2 separate regions of the Sus scrofa genome follow, and region 2 is linked to region 1. The links are chromatin contacts, called in public Hi-C maps. All regions are on one chromosome and are shown on one strand. The core of a region is the stretch at or near the end of the contact, and the rest is flanking DNA. Distances in the headings are between cores, read along the strand shown. Region 1 holds the start of FYTTD1 (UAP56-interacting factor). Region 2 holds the start of OSBPL11 (oxysterol-binding protein-related protein 11).

What was found. A called contact is a pair of places that touch in the nucleus more often than the background predicts.
Region 2: a contact with region 1 is called in a Hi-C map of liver, with 3 times the contacts expected there. The contact joins the promoter of OSBPL11 here to the promoter of FYTTD1 in region 1. A contact is called at or near these places in 1 of 47 Hi-C or Micro-C datasets (liver) and 1 of 2 datasets of contacts at active chromatin or transcription factors (alveolar macrophages).

What each region holds. Positions count from the first base shown.
Region 1 is chr13:134,360,096-134,365,234 of Sscrofa11.1, forward strand. It overlaps FYTTD1 (UAP56-interacting factor), which reads left to right and starts at 3,551. Exons shown (of 9, transcript XM_003358772.4): 1 at 3,551-3,789. The coding sequence starts at 3,687. It also overlaps a transcript of RUBCN not described here.
Region 2 is chr13:134,714,811-134,719,814 of Sscrofa11.1, forward strand. OSBPL11 (oxysterol-binding protein-related protein 11) reads left to right here and starts at 3,541. Exons shown (of 13, transcript XM_021070201.1): 1 at 3,541-4,580. The coding sequence starts at 4,384.

The sequences.
Region 1 (5,139 bases), core at 2,301-4,800:
AACATCATAGTTAATGGTGAAAGACCAAATGCTTAGCAGTGAAAGACAATTATGCTGAGTGAAATAATCCAGATAAAAAAGAGTATATACTGTATGATTCCATTTATATAAAATTAAAAAAAATTCAAATTAATCTATTTATCATTATCCAGATTATGGTGGTATTTTCACAGGTATGTATTTCATATTTGTATAAACCACACACTCTAAATGTGTCTTTTATTGGAATGCCCTCGTGTCTCAGGAGGTTAAGGATCTGGCATTGTCACTGCTGTGGCTTGGGTTCATCCCTGGCCCGGGAACTTCCACATTCTGTGGGTGTCACCTAAAAAAAAAAATAGATACATCAAACTAATTAAAAAAAGGGGTGAAATATATGAGTCGTGCTTACCTTTGAAAAGAGTATAGATCTCTATGCACATTGTGAAAACAGAGCCAGAATGTGTTAATAGAAAAGTATGATGCTGTTAAGGTTGCCAGATTTAGCAACTAAAAACATAAGACTCCCAGTTAAAATTTAATTTCCGATGAACAACAGATAATTGCTTAGTATAAATATATCCAAGAGTTCCTGTTGTGGCTCATTGGTAACCCACTGGACAAGTATCCATAAGGAGTTTGACCTCTGACCTCACTCAATGGGTTAAGGATACTGAGTTGCCATGAGCTGTGGCATAGGTCACAGATGCAGCTCCAATCTGGCATTGCTGTGGCTGTGGCATAGGCCATCAGCTGCAGCTCCAATTCCACCACTAGCCTGGGAACTTCAATACGCCATGGGTGGAGCCCTAAAAAGAAAAATACATATATATTAATACATATATATATCCTAAATATTACACGAAATATTCTGTTAAAAAAAAAAACCCTGCTGTTTATCTGAAACCTGGGACAAACTTATATTAAACATTGTTTATTGTTCATTGTTTATTTGAAACTCAAATTTAACGGGACTTGTATTTTATCTGGCCATTCTAGATGTTCTTATCTACAAAGTATGAAATCAAGCCTGCTTGAATACTTTTTTTTTTTTTCTGTCTTTTTGCTATTTCTTGGGCTGCTCCCGCAGCATATGGAGGTTCCCAGGCTAGGGGTCTAATCAGAGCTATAGCCACGGGCCTACGCCAGAGCCACAGCAACGAGGGATCCGAACCACATCTGCAACCTACACCACAGCTCACGGCAACGCTGGATCGTTAACCCACTGAGCAAGGCCAGGAACCGAACCCACAACCTCATGGTTCCTAGTCGGATTCGTTAACCACTGAGCCACGACGGGAACTCCTTGAATTCTATGTTCATTTTGATTTAGATGAAGCTGCTGAACTGAAGACAAAAGCCATATGCTCAAGCATCCAGCACAGTGCTTTATTTACAATATGTGCTCAGAAAATGTTTTTTGCTTTGCAAGTTATGTGAAGATATGGATAGAATTCTTCTTGCTTCCTATTTTATCCCCAGGGCCTATTACAATGCCTGGCGCTCAATGAATATATGATTAAATGAATAGCTGCCTCTCATGCCCCAGAAAATTGCAGGGTTGACCTTTTAACTCCAGCCCTGTAGCTGGCTGGTCAACTTTTTGGACAAGCCCCAGGTCTGATTTCTTGGCTTGTCTCCCTCTTCACTTCACACTGCTGTGTGTCTCACGTTGCCGTTTTGTTTTGTATTGTTTTGTGTGTGACTGACCCATCCTTACCTATGACACCTCTTTTTTTCTGGTTTTTCCTTGGGAATCTGGGCAATGGCTCTGAGACCCTGAGACCCTCAGCTCTTGGAGAAATCTGAAAGTCTGAAACAAAACAGCTAGGATAGCTTCATGAAACACTGGGGAGTACAACCTTTAGAGCTAAGGAGATTTGGTATGGAGCTTCAGTTTTGGGAAGATGACCAGGATAAAAGGGAATCTTTATAAATTGATATGGGGAGGATTTTATCCATTTGGGATTCTTATTACCTGTTTTAAGCTGCCTATAGAACAAATAGTATCCAAACTCTAAATGCATTAATTTTCTTCCTTTTACAAAATTAAGAAAACCCAACATTCCTCCCTGTAGTTTGCTCCCACAAAGAAGTAGAGATTGCAGAAGTTATTTCTAGTGAGAGAAGGACAGCAAGGAGAAAAATGTCTTTTGCCTAAAAGATTTTAGATCTGTAAGGAATCTTAGAAATAATTAAGTATAACATATATTTAGTTTAACTACTTGCTTTGAAGATGAGTAGGAGGCCCAGACACTCTCCCAAGTTCACAAGGTGAATAGCTCAATTGAGTAAAAAGGTACCACTTAATAAAACCAAGGTCTCTCTTGTACATCTATACAATCCAGTTCCCTAGTTTTTAACAGTAGGGAGAGGGGTGGCAACTACAGAGTGGAATAGTAGTAAAATCAAGCACATTGTGCTAAGAGCATACACGCTACTCTCCTTGACATGCTGAATATTGTTCTTGGGTCTTTTTGAGTCCAAACATTCCTCTCCCATTTAAGTGTCTTGTACCCCTTCAAAGGTGCCCCTTCAGCTGATTCACGCTTCTCTTATGGTGTATTTGAGTCTTGGGCGAAAAATAAGTACAGCCTATTGTGGGTTTGAGATACTTTAGGTCACTGGTTCATTTCTATGCAAAAAGAAATTTTAGGAAGTGGAGAGGGGGAAGGTTGCAGAGATTCCTAAATGACCAGAATACTTGACCCTGATTTTTTCCCAAGATGCAAATGTCTTAGATATTTAAGCTCCTCTGAGGATGATATAACCAAAATACGTCCACACAAGCAGGGTTACTTTAGAGGAGAAGGAGGTAAAAAGAGAGGGAATATCACGTTTTGTCAATAGGAGGAAAAAGTTGTTATGCAGGAATTCATCAAATATTAAGAAATTTTCCTAAAGAGATGATTAGGGGGAAAAAAAAGAATCTTCCTATCAATTCTCAACGCAAATGAATTAGAGAAAAACGCAGCCAAATAAACAGAAGTACTTACCCCTCTCCCAAAGGAAGGTGAGGTCTTATTAAGATAGCCAGTACCATGCAAAATGTTTTGAGAGTGCCAGCTGAGAAGTGGTACAGATATGGGAAACGTTAGCATTTACTTTTATTAGTGTGGTGACGCAAGAATTATCAGTGCAGTCTTTGCTTTGTGTCCAGACGTGGCGACTCCACAAGCTGCAGGTAGAAGAGCTGGCCAGGGAGAGGGGAGCTAGAACGCAGTTCTGCCACCCACACTCGCAGGGTCTGTTTTGCCTCCGAGGCTGCATTGCAGTGGGTTGTGAACATTCGTGTGTACCAAAGCTTAGAGGGCATTTCTGTAGCAGGAAGGACTCGAAGGGCACAGAGGAACATGATCTCATTTAAGGCATGTGATTCTGAGGCGCTCAGGGTCCAACATAATTTGGGTAGCACGGCGAACTGCCGAAACAGCTGGCTGGCTAGTGGCCACCGCAGCGGCTGCAAGGTTTCCTCCCCTCCAGCAAGAGCCGCTAGGCGCGAGTCGCGTGGAAGGGGCCGCTCTCGCCCGCCACTCATCTCTGTGGTTCCTCCCCCAGCCCTCGGCCGCTGGTGGGAGGGGAGGACGCCGGCGGCACGCGTGCGCACTCCCTCGGTGCAGCTAGTCTGCGTGCGTGCGTGAGTGGGAGGTGACAGGCCTCAGCCTCTGGCCTTCTCCGCTGACTGCTCCTACGCGACGTCTCTAACCATGAACCGGTTTGGTACCCGGTTAATGGGGGCCGCGGCGACCCCGCCACCGCCGCCGAAAGCCCGCAGCAATGAAAACCTCGACAAAATTGATATGTCTTTGGGTGAGGAGCCGAGTCGGACCTTGTTGGAGCGGGAGGAGGTGTGGGTGGATCCAAGTACCGCGGTTGGTGGGGGAAGGGGCGGTCGGCCGCAGTTGTAGATCGAGTTTTCTTGCGGGTGGGCGGAACCAAGGAAGGGCTGATGGGGAACCCGGCGAGCGTTCGCTGGTGTTGGGGTCGGGCCTGAGGGCCTGGGGGTGGAGTGTCCCTTCGGCGGAGATGTGTCTGAAGGGGGCGGGGGCGCTTCGGGCCCGGAGCTTGGGAACGTCGAGGGGGGCGGACCCTCTTCGCCCCGGCGGGGCGCTACCACTCGCGGGTGACCCCGGCTCTTTGTGAGGGAAACCGGCAGGTTTCACCTCAGGCTTGTGCACTGTGGGCATTAGCGGGGGGGCGAAGGCAGGGGTCCGACGGAGCCATCCTTTCTGAGGAAAGCTCCTCGAGAGCCCGGCTGATTCGGTTAAATCCGTGCTTCCAGCGATGGGCTGGTTGGGCGTTTTCTGCGCCCGGGCCTACGGCCTGGCGCCAAATAGAAGCGTAAAGACGCCCCGAGATTTGGCCGTTTCTGACGGGCGCTTTGACGGAAAGGAACGATCGTTAGGAAGGCCTTCAGGTGGGGTATTAGGTAGTGCCTAGAAGAGCGCATTCTCCCCAGCCAGGCCTCCAAGTTAGCACGTTAGCGCAGAACGAAACGAAAACCAGGGTTGGGGAAACCAGATAAAGCGTAGAATCTAGAAAAGTGGGGTGGTTTGGTGGTGATTAGGTGAAAAGTAGGAAGACTGGCGATTCAATTAAAAATTTAGACCTAACACTATTGAGGCATCGGTCTTCTGTGTTTGCTTACTTGGTTTTAAAGTAATTCCGTTTTTGTCGGAATTTAGGTTATGGATTTGATGTATTAGCTTTGCCTGCCCTTTCTGTGGCCTCCAGTTTGTCGGTTTGTCGGATATTTGAAAAGTACCCGGCTTTTCCAAGGGCGGTATTTTTCTTTTCTTTTCTTTTGTGGTTTTTCTGCATAGTTCTTGGTCAAAAGTCAAGAACTCTTGGTTTCTATGATTGCCACAAGTTAGAACCCAATGTGTAAATCAAGCAAATCATCAGAAATCATAGGTTTGACCTTAAGTCTTGCCTATTCCTAAAGACCTCCGAAGAAATGAGAAATCTATTGAACTAAGGTCAAGAAAAAAATATAATACGAGAAGTTCCCGTCGTGGCTCAGTGGTTAACGAACCCGACTAGCATCCACTAGGACGCGGGTTCGATTCCTGCTCAGTGGGTTAAGGATCCGGCCTTGCCGTGAGCTGTGGTGTAGGATGGCGAGCTGTGGTGTAGGATGGCGGCTACAGCTCCGATTTG
Region 2 (5,004 bases), core at 2,291-4,790, 350 kb after region 1:
CTTCACTTACCATTGCCCCACTGAAGGCATAGACTCACCAGTCTTCTTTTCCTTGAGGTCTGACTGATCATGAATGTGGGTGGCTTTCTTCTACATCTAGCAGCCCTAGTTCAGTCTGTAGAGCATGAGACTTTTACAGCTGGCTGAGCTCATGGGTTATTTAGAGATTTTTATCTCTGTCAGTATTGGACTATAAAAGAATAACTCTGGGAGTTCCCGTCATGGCTCAGTGGTTAATGAATCCGACTAGGAACCATGAGGTTGCGGGTTCTATCCCCGGCCTCGCTCAGTGGGTTAAGGACCCGGCGTTGCCGTGAGCTGTGGTGTAGGTCGCAGATGCAGCTCGGATCCTGAGTTGCTGTGGCTCTGGTGTAGGCCGGCAGCTACAGTTCCAATTAGACCCCTAGCCCAGGAACCTCCATATGCCGCCGATGCAGCCCTAGAAAAGACAAAAAAAAAAAAAAAAAAGGGATAACTCTAAACCCTATAGCTATTACCTTTTTTTTTCCTTGGATAGAAGTGTTTGGAATTTTTTTGACAAATAATTAAAGATCTTTGGGAGGGTTCTGAGTTTCAAAGAGGTGCATTCAGATTATGATCTGTGATGTGTAGAACTGACTGCAAGTGGAAAGGCCTTTGAGAATATTACTGATTGTTGCAGATCCAATCTATTTGCAGCGCTGTAGCCACTCCCACCCCCATACAGTTTATTTAGATCAATTTACTTCTCTCTACCCACACTGTCATCACCCTAGTCTAAGCCATTGTCACTTCTTCATGTCCTATAATAGTCTCCTGACTAGTCTCTCTGCTTCCTCTTTTTTCTCCCACTAAAATCAATTCTTTCTGTGGCAGCTAGAGACTTTTTTTTTTTTGCTTTTTAGGGCTGCACCCATGGCATACAGAGGCTCCCAGGCTAGGGGTTGAATCAAAGCTACAGCCGCCGGCCTACACCAGAGCCACAGCAACGCCAGATCTGAGCCCCATCTGCGACCTACACCACAGCTCACAGCAACACTGGATCCTTAACCCACTGAGCAAGGCTAGGGATCGAACCCTCAACCTCATGGTTCCTATTTGGATTCATTTCTGCTGCGCCACGATGGGAACTCCTAGAGGCTTTTTTAAAAATTACCTTTATTTTTATAAAATTCACTTACCATGAATTCATCCATTTGAAGCATACAGTTAAGTAGGTCTTAGTATATTTACAAGATTGTGCAACTATCACCACCAAAATAATTTTGTTTTATTTAAATTTTTTTTTTTTGGTTGTGCCCATGGCATGTTCCTGGGCCAGGGATCAAACCCGTGCCATAGCAGTGCCTTGAGCTGCTACAGTGACAACACTGGGTTCTTAACCTTGATGAGCCACAGAGGAACTCCATCACTAATCTAACTTTAAAACATTTTCATGACCCCTCAAAAAACCTCATAGCCATTAGCAGTCACTTTCCATGCCTCCTTCCTCCCAGCACCTGGCAACCACTAATCTGCTTTCCGCCTCTATAGGTTTGCCTATCTTGGACATTTTTTATAAACGGAATCATACAATATGTGGCTTTTGGTGTCTTGATTCTTGTGCTTAGCATAATGCTTTTGAAATCTATCTTTGTTGTAGCATATATTAGCACTTCATTCCTTCTATAGCCAAATAATATTCCATTGTATGGATATACCACCTTTCAGATTTCTACCTGTGGTATATGAAGGTTTCAATTTCTCCACATCCCAATAACCAATGCTGGTTAGTCTCTATCCTTTTTCTTTATTTTTTTTTTTGGCTCGCCCACAGCATGCTGAAATTCCTGGGCCAGTGATTGAACCTGCACCGCAGTTGGGACAATGCCAGATCCTTAACCTGCTGCACCACAAGAGAATTTCCTCCCACGTCTCTCTTGTCCCCAAATAAGTAAAGCTAGCTTTTTCCTTAGCTTCCTCGCCTTTCTTTAATCTCTCACTTTAAATATCATCTCCTCGGAGTTCCCGTCGTGGCTCAGTGGTTAACAAATCCGACTAGGAACCATGAGGTTGCAGGTTCGATCCCTGGCTTTGCTTAGTGGGTTAAGGATATGGCCTTGCCATGAGCTGTGGTGTAGGTCGCAGAGGCGGCTGGGATCTGGCGTTGCTGTGGCTGTGGCAAAGGCCGGCGGCTACAGCTCTGTTTAGACCCTTAGCCTGGGAACCTCCATATGCCGAGGGAGTGGCCCTAGAAAGACAAATAAATAAATAAATATCATCTCCTCATAGATAACTTTCCTCAACTGTTTTTTTTTGTTTGTTTTTTTTGGTTTTTTTTTTTGCTTTTAAGGGCCACACCCACAGCATAAGAAGGTTCCCAGGCTAGGGGTCGAATCAGAGCTTACAGCTGCCAGCCTACACCACAGCCACAGCAATTCAGGATATGAGCCCATCTTGGACCTACACCACAGCTCAAGGCAAGGAAGGATCCTGAGGCGAGGGATCGAACCCTCAACCTCATGGTTCCTAGTTGAATTCATTTCCACTGCGCCATGTCAGGTAACTCCTCTCAACTGTTTTCTCTAAGGTAAGTTCTCCACTCCATCTCACTTATTTTCTTTTTCTTTTTTTACTCAGTGAATTTTATTACATTTATAGGCATACAATGATCGTCACAACCAAATTTTATAGCATTTCCATATCTCACTTTTTTTTTTTTTTTTTTTTTTTTTTGGTCTTTTTGCCATTTCTTGGGCGCTCCCGCGGCATATGGAGGTTCCCAGGCCAGGGGTCTAATCGGAGCTGTAGCCGCCGGCCTACACCACAGCAACTCGGGATCCGAGCCGCGTCTGCGACCCACACCACAGCTCACGGCAACACCAGATCCTTAACCCACTGAGAGATGCCAGGGATGGAACTGCATCCTCACTAAAATTATGTCAGATTCTTAACCCACTGAGCCACAACAGGAACTCCCAACAGTTGCTTTTTTATTTATAACACTGATTTGCCTTATGCCAATATCACAGGTTTTTTTTTTTGTAAAATTATTAAAATGAATAGATGGTTTTTGGTTTTGTAATTTTATTTATTTATTTAATCTTTTTAGGGCCACACCTGCAGCACATGGCAGTTTCCAGTCTAGGGGTTGAATTGGAGCTGCAGTTGGGGGCCTACACCACAACCACACTGGATCTGAGCTGCCTCTGCGACCTACACCACAGCTCGCAGCAACACCAGGTCCCCAACCAACTGATGGAAGCCAGGGATCAAACCCATGTCCTCGAGGATACCACCCGGGTTTGTTACCGCTGCGCCAGGAGGGGAACTCCCTGTTTTTGTAATTTCTTATAGAAATGACATTTTTCTAAGTTTTCTCCCTAAAATGGCTGGAATGGGCCCTGGAACAGAAGGCCTGCACCGGGTTAGGAAGACCGGAAGCCACCCTCCACTAGGGCGCTAAGTCCTTTACTTCTCCCTCTTCGTCAGTCCCCCTGCCTCCGCCCTCTGCCACCCTCCCCGCCCTTCCTTTGGAGTCCACCGCCCAGGCCCCGCTATCCCCGAGGCTCCGCCCCCTTCAGGGCTGCGCGCCCTGCTCCAAGATGGCGCCCAGGGCTTCCGCTCTGAGGGAAGTGAGCTCATGGTACTCCGGAAGGGAAGGCGGGGAGAGAGCAGGCGGGTGGGTGACCTACCGTGGGACTGTGGGTGGGGCGGCGGCCGCCGTTGTGGCTCTCACATTTGGATTGGGGAGAGGGTGAGGGACTAGTCCGCCCCTGAGAACCGAGTCGAGGGCCCGAGGCCGAGCGTGCTGGAGGAAGTCGCCCCGAGCGGCTCGCCTTTGCCGGAGGCAGGGTAGCCCTGGGAGCCGGCGTCCCGCCCCCGGCGGCCTCCCTCCCCAACCCTCCTCCCCGGCTGCGCGCGGGCTGCTCCCGCTCAGTCTTGGGGGCTGCGGCGGGAACCGCCGAGAGGGGTGGACGGGGCCCTTCCCGCTGAGGACCGGCTGGAGAAGAAGAGGGAGCGCGGCGGGTCAAGTCTGTCAGCCCAGAGGTCAGGCCGCGAGTCCCGGTCCGTGGCCCGTCCTCCTCCCAGCCCTCTTGGCTGGAGTCCGCGACCTCCCCACGCTCCTTCTGCTTCTCCTTTGAGCATGCCACCAAGTCCTCGGGCAGGGTGATTTTTTTTTCTTCCTTGTTTTTGCCCGAAAGGAGACATCTATTTAAAGGACATCTATTCTCATCGCTACTCCTCTCCTCTTAAAAGTTTTCCTTCACGAGGAATGCTTGTATTCGTTCCCTGGATTATTTGATGGTTCCTACTCCAGCCACCGTCTCATTTGGCAATTGGGATCACCTTCAGATCAAATCTTAAATCTCACCACTTACAAAACTACCATACAGAGTTGTTCTCTCCGCCCGAGAGGGGCAAATGGACTTTGAAGTTAAGATGCAGGGAGGTGAACCACTGTCAACAATGAAAGTCTCAGAGAGCGAAGGAAGGCTGGAGGGCCTGGCCACCGCGGTGACCCCCAACAAGAACAGCAGCAACAGCAGCTGTGGGGGTGGAATCAGCAGCAGCAGCAGCGGCAGCAGCAGAGGTGGCAGTGCCAAAGGCTGGCAGTACAGGTATGGCCCTTTCTCCAAGGTGAGGGTGGGGGTGTGTTGGACCCCGAGTTCCTGCAGTTGTTGAAGGGTAAAGCTTATCCACTGACTTCCGCAGGTAACAGATACATCTCGTTTGGATCTGGGGTCTCATCTTTCATTAGCAAGATTTAATTCATTTGTCCATTCAACAGGTATCTATTGAAGGCCCTTTGGAGAACACAGAAATGTTTCTCTGGACTTTCTCTACAGCTTTGGAGTTAATTTTGACTCTGATTTGATGCTGTACTCCTCTTTTTTCCTATATTGTAATTTGATTTGGGGTTTTTTTTGTTTTTTTGTTTTTTTTGCTTTTTAGGGCCGCACTTGCGGCATATGAAGGCTCCCAGGCTAGGGGTCTAATCGGAGCTGTAGCCACTGGCCTATGCTAGAGCCACAGCAACGAGGG